Linked DNA regions of Mus musculus: region 1 is linked to region 2. A link is a contact called in public HiChIP or PLAC-seq data. All regions are on one chromosome and are shown on one strand. The core of a region is the stretch at or near the end of the contact, and the rest is flanking DNA. Distances in the headings are between cores, read along the strand shown. Region 1 overlaps Zmiz1 (zinc finger, MIZ-type containing 1). Region 2 overlaps Gm41111 (a long non-coding RNA gene).

The links. HiChIP or PLAC-seq counts read pairs in DNA pulled down with a chosen protein or histone mark.
Region 1: a contact with region 2 is called in an H3K4me3 HiChIP or PLAC-seq map of bone marrow-derived macrophages, with 5 times the contacts expected there. The contact joins two enhancer-like sites. A contact is called at or near these places in 1 of 15 datasets of contacts at CTCF or cohesin (pro-B cells), 11 of 484 Hi-C or Micro-C datasets (B cells, the BV-2 cell line, embryonic stem cells and 3 more) and 14 of 115 datasets of contacts at active chromatin or transcription factors (T-cell acute lymphoblastic leukemia, acute myeloid leukemia, bone marrow-derived dendritic cells and 11 more).

The regions. Positions count from the first base shown.
Region 1 is chr14:25,470,349-25,474,756 of GRCm38.p6, reverse strand. All of the region lies in intron 1 of Zmiz1 (zinc finger, MIZ-type containing 1), which reads right to left. Among named protein-coding and RNA genes, the nearest start is that of Zmiz1, 13 kb to the right of the region's middle. Within about 2 kb of position 1,641, at least 170 of the 459 cell types and tissues checked have an H3K27ac peak or open chromatin away from gene starts, as enhancers often do. A contact at or near this core is called in bone marrow-derived macrophages, where this site is marked.
Region 2 is chr14:24,976,073-24,980,715 of GRCm38.p6, reverse strand. It overlaps Gm41111 (a long non-coding RNA gene), which reads left to right. Exons shown (of 3, transcript XR_874422.2): 3 at 2,126-4,643. Among named protein-coding and RNA genes, the nearest start is that of Gm41111, 4.3 kb to the left of the region's middle. Within about 2 kb of position 2,870, at least 1 of the 459 cell types and tissues checked has an H3K27ac peak or open chromatin away from gene starts, as enhancers often do. A contact at or near this core is called in bone marrow-derived macrophages, where this site is marked.

The sequences.
Region 1 (4,408 bases), core at 392-2,891, 500 kb before region 2:
TTCACCCGTCATTCCAGTGCTGGAGAGGCAAGTCAGTGAGAGACTCCCACTCAAAGCCAAACCAAAACAACCTCAATGGGTCCGAGTAGATGGCTCAGCTGGTAAAGGGTATTGCTGTACAAACCTCGTGGCCTGAGTTCAATCCCAGCACTTCACAATCCCGACTTCATAGACCCTCTGGCCACCATACATGCACCGTAGCATACGCATCCACATAAGCACACACCAGGCACACAAATGTCTCCTCACTAATAGCAGATCCTTTAACAGGAAAAGATGAATGGCGCCTGAGGAATGATCTGAGGTGATCTCCTAGCCTCAACAAGAAACACAGACCCGCTGTCACCCACAAAGTGAGACTCTTCCAGAAGGGAGACCTGACATGAAACCTGTGTGGGGTTGGGGGGGAGGGGGGCGTCTAGTGTGAGGATTCTGCCTACTTGGTAACAAAAAGGCACGAACAGGCTTCCAACAGCATTCCAGACGCAGGCATGGACTCAGGGTCCCACAATGCAGGGAGAGCATAGGGCTTGTCCAGATCACGAGGCTGTGAGGTAGCAGGAGTGAGTGACTAACTAGTTAGTAGACTCTGGTCAGGGCTGTTTCCAGGGGTAGGAAACACAGCTGGGAACTGAAGGGAAGGAAGACCTATTCGAGTGACTGCTGGTTCCCTAAGACAGAAAACAAAAACAAAAACAAAACAGCATTGCTCCTCCCTCCCTCCCTCCCTCCCTCCCTCCTTCTCTTCCTCTCTTCCTCCCTTCCTCCCTTCTCTCCTTTTCTCCCTCCCTTCCCACTTCATTCATGTTGGAGTAGAACTTTGAACCTCAGACTGCTAGATAAGCATTCTACTATTGAGCTACATACACCAGAGCACTTGGACTTATATTTCCCACCACCACCCCCCAAAAAATTCCCAGATGTCTCCAGGTTCCAGACTCTAGCCTGCAACTGCCTGCCCACTGAGTGTAACTGGGCTCCAGAGAACTCAGGCAGCCTGCCCCAGCCTACTCAGCCTCACTCCCTTCCTATTTTATAGATCAGTAATTTGAGCTGGAGAAGATGTGAAACCATTTCCTCCAGGCCCTACTAGTCCCAGACCTGGGGGAAACCTGGTCTACCTCTAAAGGCATAAAGGGCCCAAAGTGGGTGTGGGGCAGCCAAAGTCTGATGTCGATTTAGCCTGGGGTCAGCTATGCACAGCAGTGGGTGCCTGGGCTGGGTTGGGCTGCTTGACTCTCAGTCTGGTTTCTTTGTCTTGTGTGGACAAGGCTGAGCTCAAATGCACCTGCTTGGGCTGCAGGGCTGCGGGGGAGGCTGCAGCTTGAGCTTGGCTGACTTGAGACTCTGAGCGATCAGGCAGAGAGAGGAAACAGTGAGAACACGCTGCTCACCTACTGCTGTGGGCAGGGGACATCCTCTGAGGCTACTTGGGACAGGGCAGGGCAGGGTCCCCCCATAGCATGACACCAGAAGGCAAAACTGGCAGTGTCCAGCAAAGTTAAGGGCCACCCTGACCCATACTGGTTCAGGCCACTTTCAGGGCGAGGGAAAATGACCCAGGGCATGTGCTGGCTCAGACCAGAGTCAGCTGGCCTGGTTTGCTGACAACCCCTCCACCCACCTCGTGCTCTACTCTCTGCAACCCTGGCTGTGGGGACTTCCCTCTTTGTGTCCCTGCAGTCTCAAGGTGCAGGCAAGGGCAATCAGGCTACAGACACTTGGATCTAGACACTTGATGACATATCTTTTTAGGGAAATAGATGAGCAAAAGTGGGAGACAGGCCTGAAGAGGGCAAAGGGACCACCTGTCACATGAGAAGACAGATTAAGACAGCAAGCTAAGTATCCCCATGCCTACATGTTCCTGAAGGGTAAACTGAGGCTCAGAGACTGGAAAGTGCCTGCCACAGGCAACTTGGAGTTAGGAAGAACCCCAGGACAGTCATCCTGGGTCCATCTCATGGAACCAAGACAGAGCTGCCTTCTCTGACCCCAACCTCAAGTTCAGGAAGTTGCAACACTTCCTTGTTTCCATAGTAACTAGCTACTGCTCCAGGAATACACTGAAATGTTTTTGTTACCTCCTCTGTGCAGGCCCTGGGCCAACCTGTGAGGACAGGGATGGATGGACGGACAGACGGACGGAGAAAGGGAGTGTGAAGGGAGACCCAGTCCCAGCCCCAGCCTAGGATGATAGCAAGCAACTAAGAAAGAGAGCAGAGGGGAGGGAGGAGGGAGAGCCTTCAGTGGAGAACCTTCCCAGCATCTGATACTATCAGGGGACAAGCTCAGGGGTACAGCTTTTGACCTGACTTCTCAGGGATGAGTAGACGTTCACCAGACCGAATGAAGAGGCTAGAGAAAATGTCAAGGCTCCGGCCTTGAGGTACCTCTCACCTTCAAAAGCTGCAGTGTGCTGTGTGAGCCTGGTGGCTCAGCTGCTTGGGAGGCTGAGACAGGTGAAAGGGAAGTGAAAGGCCCCACCTGTACTGCAGAGTGTCAGTTCAAGGTCAGCTTGGGCAACCAAGAGAGACCTTGTCACCAAATAAGAAATTAGTAGGGATTGGCATGTAGCTTAAGACACATGACTCTGGATTTGACCCCCAACCTTGAATAACCCATATGTGTGGGACCTGCCTATGGTCCCAGCACTTGGAAGATGGCAGCTGGAGGTTGGAGAATTCAAGGCATCCTCAGCTGTACAGTGAATGCCAGGCCTGAACCTCAGAAAGTCTCATCAAGTCCGGGAGGGGACCTCCGTGGTACAGTACTTGCCTAGCGTGGCTAAAGCTCCAGGTTTGATCCCCAGTACTATGAAGGAAAGAGGGGAGGGAGGGAGAGAAAATGGTAGTGGGGGGACTAGAACTCAGCACAGAAAGCAGAGAAGATGAAGGCTTGATCACTGACCAAAAAGGAAGATCGAGACCACAATGCAAAGTGTGGACCAGATGCCCAGGCCCCTTCCCAATTTCAAGTGTCTAATGGGCGTGCTGACAGAGTAGGTACTGTAGCAGTGACAGTACAGGTGACAACCCTAAAGGATTCTAGATAACCACTCTCTCCGAGGGGAACAGGACTGGGGACTGGACAAATCCACAGCCCGGTTCTCAGGCTAGTGAGAGACGCTCCCTAACTGTCCCAGGGAAGCAGCCTAAGTGAATGAAGGCTTTAAGAACCTTGAGAACTGCGCACAGGTTGCTGCTTTGCTTGTCGTCTCCCCATCCTGCATGCACTTGGTCCAGCAGGGAGAAGGCCAGCCTCAGAGAGTGGAGAATGGAGGCAGAGGGAGGCCAGAGCGCTAGGGTAGGCGCACCCAGCACCTTGCTAGTTTTATTTCCCCTCTCTGAGCCTCAGTTCCCTATCTGGAAAGAGAAGGAAGGTATGATGGACAGGTTCCTCTATTACCCCCTGATCCCACCCACTAAATCATCTCTGGATCTGTGGGTTCCGGGAGGGGTCATGTCACCTGACACTGCAGCAACAAATCCAAACTGTGGTTTAGGACAAAGCAACATTTGGTGGCTAAATAGGCCAGACACATGGGCAAGGAGTCTCAGGGGGGTGGCAGTGGTTTCTGGGGAACCCCCCACATGTACTGAAGTGTCTTACCAGAGGATGGCAGCCGTGGGCAGGCTACAATTAAGGGACCAACAGTACCCCAGACACCACAGTGAATAAACACCTTCATGCTTGCCCCAGGCCCAACAGCTCTGGAGAGCGGGGTCAGGGTAAGCCAGACCTCTATGAGACAAAGCAGAAATCCCAAGCAGGGGAGCCTTGTACCTGAGCCTTACTCACTCCAGTGGAGGGCATGGTTGGGATGCCTGGGTTCCAGTTCCAGCTCAACTAGCGACCTGTCCCTCTGGTTTAGACCCACTGTGTAGATGAAGGGCTGATGTTATTACTGGTGCACGTGGTAATAACACTCTGTGCTCTCTGACACAGTGCTGTTGCATAGCACCTGACAAGGGTAGGGCCTCCTGTCCGATGTTCCTAACAGCCACAAGGGATGCCACAGCAGGAAGCAATGCCAACAGCTCTGATTCCAAACCCAGAGCTTCTTACAGAGAGCCCTGAGCTTTGGAGCCTGGGATTGTTTGGGTGGGATGGGCCTGGACAGATGGCAGTGGGCAGTGAGGGGCAAGCTAGACTCGGGCGAGTGCCAGTGGAAGGCGGGCTAGAGAGGACACATGTCTCACGTCCATGCTGCCCCCACCTCCCTGGACAGGGCTCCACCTTCAGTAGTGAATGAATGTGACAGGAAGAGCCTGAAAGACAAAACCACCTTCCCAAAGCACCCAGTACAGGATCCTGCTTGCTCAGCAAATGCCAGCCGCCTTCTTCCCCGTGTCCCCAAACCATCTGCCTCCCTAGCCACTTCCACATCCCATGACCTGAGGGTTCT
Region 2 (4,643 bases), core at 1,621-4,120:
ACTTGACACTGACCAAAGAACACAAATAAGAACCCAGACCGGTGGCGTGGGCCTGCGTGTTGGCATATCACCTGTCATACTGGGTGGCATTTCTCAGACAACCGAGCAATTGTTCTCTGTGAGACAGACCTGCCTTTCTCCTGTCAAGGGCTCTTTCTGCTGTAGTGACCATTGCATCAGAACGGCTGGAGGAACAAGGTGAAATTATAAACCTGGGAGATAGACAGGTCCAGGACTGGCCTTTCAGATTCAATAGGCAGATCTCCTACCCTTTCTCACACTTAAATAGAAGCCTCTAGAAGCTTTGGTAAAACTCAATTGCTGCTTTGTTCCTAACTGTCTCTTTCATGTTCTGAGACCAGGTAGGCATGGGTGCACCAAGGATACCTGGCCAGTCCAGTTCCAAATGAGCAGCTCTTGAAATCATTCCTCTAACCTTGTGTTACTCCTTCTCAGGTAACAGTGCAGGCTGAAGGGGAGGGACAGGATGTAATGCTGTCAGAACTGGAGGAGTACAGTGGGGTCCCAATGCTACCACAGGCAGAAAAGCTCTGCAAACATCTCTCCCTTGGCGGGTGGCTTCTCCACTTATACACTGGATCCATGTATGGATCTGTGAGTCTTAAATTTATTTCTGCTCCTCACTGAGTTTGAACCTGTGCCTCTGGGAACACACACTAAGCCATACTCAGGGTCTCATAACACTGAGGAAGAATTGCTGAGATCTTGACCTGAAGTCCAAGGTCAATGTACTGGGACGAATGGCCTTTCCTGCTTCAGTGGACCAGGATGTGGCAGACAGAATGGGAATTATGAAATCAGGCAGGCCTTGTTTGGATGGGTTCTTAGTTCTTTGGCTAACTAGTTCTATGATATCAAGTGACTTTTCTTTCTTTAAAAAAAAACTTATTTTTAGTATGCAAAACAATGGGTTCTACAGAGACATTTTCAGAGACACATTTGTACATTTCATGTACCTTGGCCATGTCCCCACCAACCCCTGGCTACCCTCCTGCTCCTCCCCCACACTGTCACCTCCATCTCACCAAAGATTCTCCTGGGTTTTGTCCCCCAAAGACTTGTTTATTTTTATTTTATGTATGTGTCTGCCTGCATGTACATATTACATACATCACATGAATGCCTGGTGTCAGCAGAGGCCAGAAGAGGACATGAGATCCCTCGAAACTGGCGTTGCAGCCAGTGGTAAGCCACTATGTAGGTGCTGAGAATCAAACCCAGGTTCTCTGCAAGAGCAACCACTGAGTCTCTCCAGAGCCAACACTTCTTCCTGCTTTCCTGCCATGGGCACATGTATATGTACAACCCTCATCCATATGGTTTCATAACCTTTCTGGTCCCTATCTGTGATTACACCGCAGGGAGATGACAGTGTTTCCTCTTAGCATTAAATACCACAGTGTATGAACATCACACACCTGGGAAATGCTTCATTCCTTTGGGTTCCCCTTGTTGGTAGTAGTTGATAGTAGTCAGTAGTAGTAGGTAGTTGTCTAAAACACACTGTGTTATTTTGTCATCTAAGGCAGGGTCTGATTTTCACCTATTCTTCACAATAAGAAAAGCCACTAGAGTTGATGTCCAGAGACATGGAATTCATCTGCAAATGAATATGTGAGCTGTGTGGCTTTGACCAAGAAACCTAACCTCTCTGGGCCTCATTTATAAATGAGTAAGATTATATCTCCCTACAAATCTCTTCTTGGAGAATTCCTTCTCAAAACCAGACACTGCAGCTCTGTATACAGTAGGAGGTCACCAGCAGAAAGCTGGGTGTAGGTGCAGCTCTGTATACAGTAGGAGGTTACCAGCAGAGAGCTGGAGTGTGTGTGTGTGTGTGTGTGTGTGTGTGTGTGTGTGTGTGTGTGTGTATGTGTGTGTAAAGCAGCTACAAGGCAGGTCATTTAAGTTTTACTACCTCTCTGTCTCACACTCTTGTTTCTCGCCATGCAAGGGTGTGCAGAGCTCTTCCCACTGAGTGTCCAGGGATGCAGAGCAGAAAGTGGCAAAGGACGCACAGAGTCACACTGCCCGCTGTGGCTGCTTTCCCGGAGCTCGCTGAGAAGCACACGCACAGTGAGATTTGTCTTCTTCTGTCTTGCAGAACATGCAGCAGCCTCTTTGCGATGAAGGTCCAATTTACCCACTTCTCGTTCAAGGCTCAATTTATTGGATGCTGTAGCGTAACAGCCAGAAGGCTGGGTGAAACAGTGTGTCCCATAATAAAATTTCTAAATGATTGATAAAGATGGTGTAGGGAGACCGTGGCATCCACAGTGGTCTAATGAGATCCCCAAGCTTTGGGAAACCTCCCCCAGACACCTATGCGCTGTGTGTAGACCTCTCCATCTTTATCGAGCTGAACTGCCAACATGAACACATGCAAGCACGGATTTAACAGGCCAAGGTGGGGCCGTGCTCAGGACTCTAAGTGTTAGGAACAGCAGATCAATGGAGAGTTGTTGGAAGGAGCAGATGGAGCAGCTGTTGCTGAGTCCATTGTGGGTGGGAAGGATGTAAGGAGACGGGGGCACCAGGCCCAAGCAGCGAGCGAAACTTAGGCAGATGCTCTTGACAGTGGCTTGGGAGTGTTCTTCACGTGGGCTGGGAGTGAGGTATGCTGAAGGGGAAGGCCTGAAAGCCTAGTGATGTACTGCCAAGCAGAGAAAGAATAGTCAGGAGTCAACTGGAAGGCTAGGCAGGCTTTGCAATAATAATAATAAAACAATGATAAAAATTTTAATGCATAATAGCCAAATGATAAAAATAACCCAAATATCCATGATGGATAGAAGGGTATGACGTCATATAGCCACACGATGGAATATTAGTCAGCCATAAGAGGAAGGAAATCTTGCCACCATCTGTCACATGGGTGAACCTTGAAAGCTTTATGCTAAGTGAAGCAAGCCCAGCACAGCTAGCCAGTCACAATTTGATCCCGATCCTCTGAGAGCGAGGCACGGTCAGACACAGAGATGGAGAGGATGACAGGAGGTCCCTGGGCTGCGGGGATGAGCAGGCTGTGCTGTTTCATGGTCTCAGAGTTTCTCTTCGGGAAGATGCTTGGGCCTGGAGATGGAGGGAGGCCATGCTTTCACATCTCCATGACTGCACCTAATGCCTACATGGTTGAATCGGTGCATTTCATGTTACACATAGTTCACTGCAACAAAAAAGTGGTAGCATTTGCTTCACTCTGACACAGGTTTTCAGTGTCAAACTTTCAATATTGGATAGCGAATAACCCTGAAGAAAGAGTTGTCTGTGTATGTCTCTCACGAAGACGGAAGTTTCCAAAGTGCAGCTTGTGAGCCATTCCAAAAGTCCATGAGGTCAAATGACTTGCATAATGTTGCCAACGCAAGACGTGCCATTTGTTCTGATGGCACAAACGCAACAGTGGTGCTTAACCAGGACTGGAGATGTTTGCCACAGCCTGTACCTGCAGTCACTGTGCCCTGCTGTGCCCACAGTTTAAAAGATGCGTCCTTGATGAGCAGAACAAATGATTGGTCTAATCAGCCCCCTGGAGCACGTGTCTTTATACTATGTGGTATGACATATTGGGAGGGAATCTAGACAAAGCCTTTCTGCACTTTCCCCCAGAGCAATGGTTGCCTCGGGTGTCCAATCGAAGCAACCAATGTTTGCATAGGACATCCATCCATTCAAAAGCCTGAGTGGCATTAAAGTGAGCCTGTGCAGATGGGGTATCTGGGGACACTCACTCAAAGGGCAATGGGTAGAGCCTGTCCCTTCAAGGGGAACAAGAAGCAATATTGCTACCAATACTAAAATGCACAGAACTCCACGAAGTGGGAACCTGGACAACTCATACTCACATGTGTGTGAATTTGAGTACTTTCAATACTTAATGGGTGTCTTGGTATCATCACTGGTAGAAGAAATGAAGGTGATGATTTGGTATCAGATAATTAAACGCATCAGTCTTGAGAAAGGTCTGTGTGAGTCACCACTGCATCTTAACCCAAAATTGTATACAGGTCAGAGATCTCCTAGGCTGCAAGATGGAACCCCAGAGTTGATTTCATCTGATGCTGCAGTTGTGCTGTCATGGCCTTGGATTCTACTTGCTGTGTTTGGTATAATACCAGAGCAGAAGATCAACAGCGGTCTAGAAAGACAATGCTTGAATCTGACCCAGGCGAAGGGTTCGTTCTAAACTTCAAGAGACTTGGAAGGAAGAGCAGAGAGACAAATCCAGCCATCTCCCACTGACCCAGATAATTGCAAAGGTATCACGTCACCCCTCACTACTCTTTGCTGTCTATTTTGAAAAGCAGATATTTTGGATGGAAAATATGTATGCTAACACATAGTGGGCTGTGCACTAGATACATTGTTAAGTAAATGTGTCTTAACAATTCTGACCGTGCATTGGTTTTCTCATGAAGAGATATCAAGGTGAGCAAAAGCGTTTCAGGGCTCCTCAGGAGGTTTGGAGAGTGAAGTCAGTCTCCTCATCTGAGAGTCTGAGGTCCTCTAGGTAACACATGGTCTTTAGTGCTTAGCAAGGAATTGCAGGAATGAATGAACAAGAATGTGAAGATGTTGCTAGTTAAAAAACATATAGGGTTACCAGGACTAGGGAGATGGCT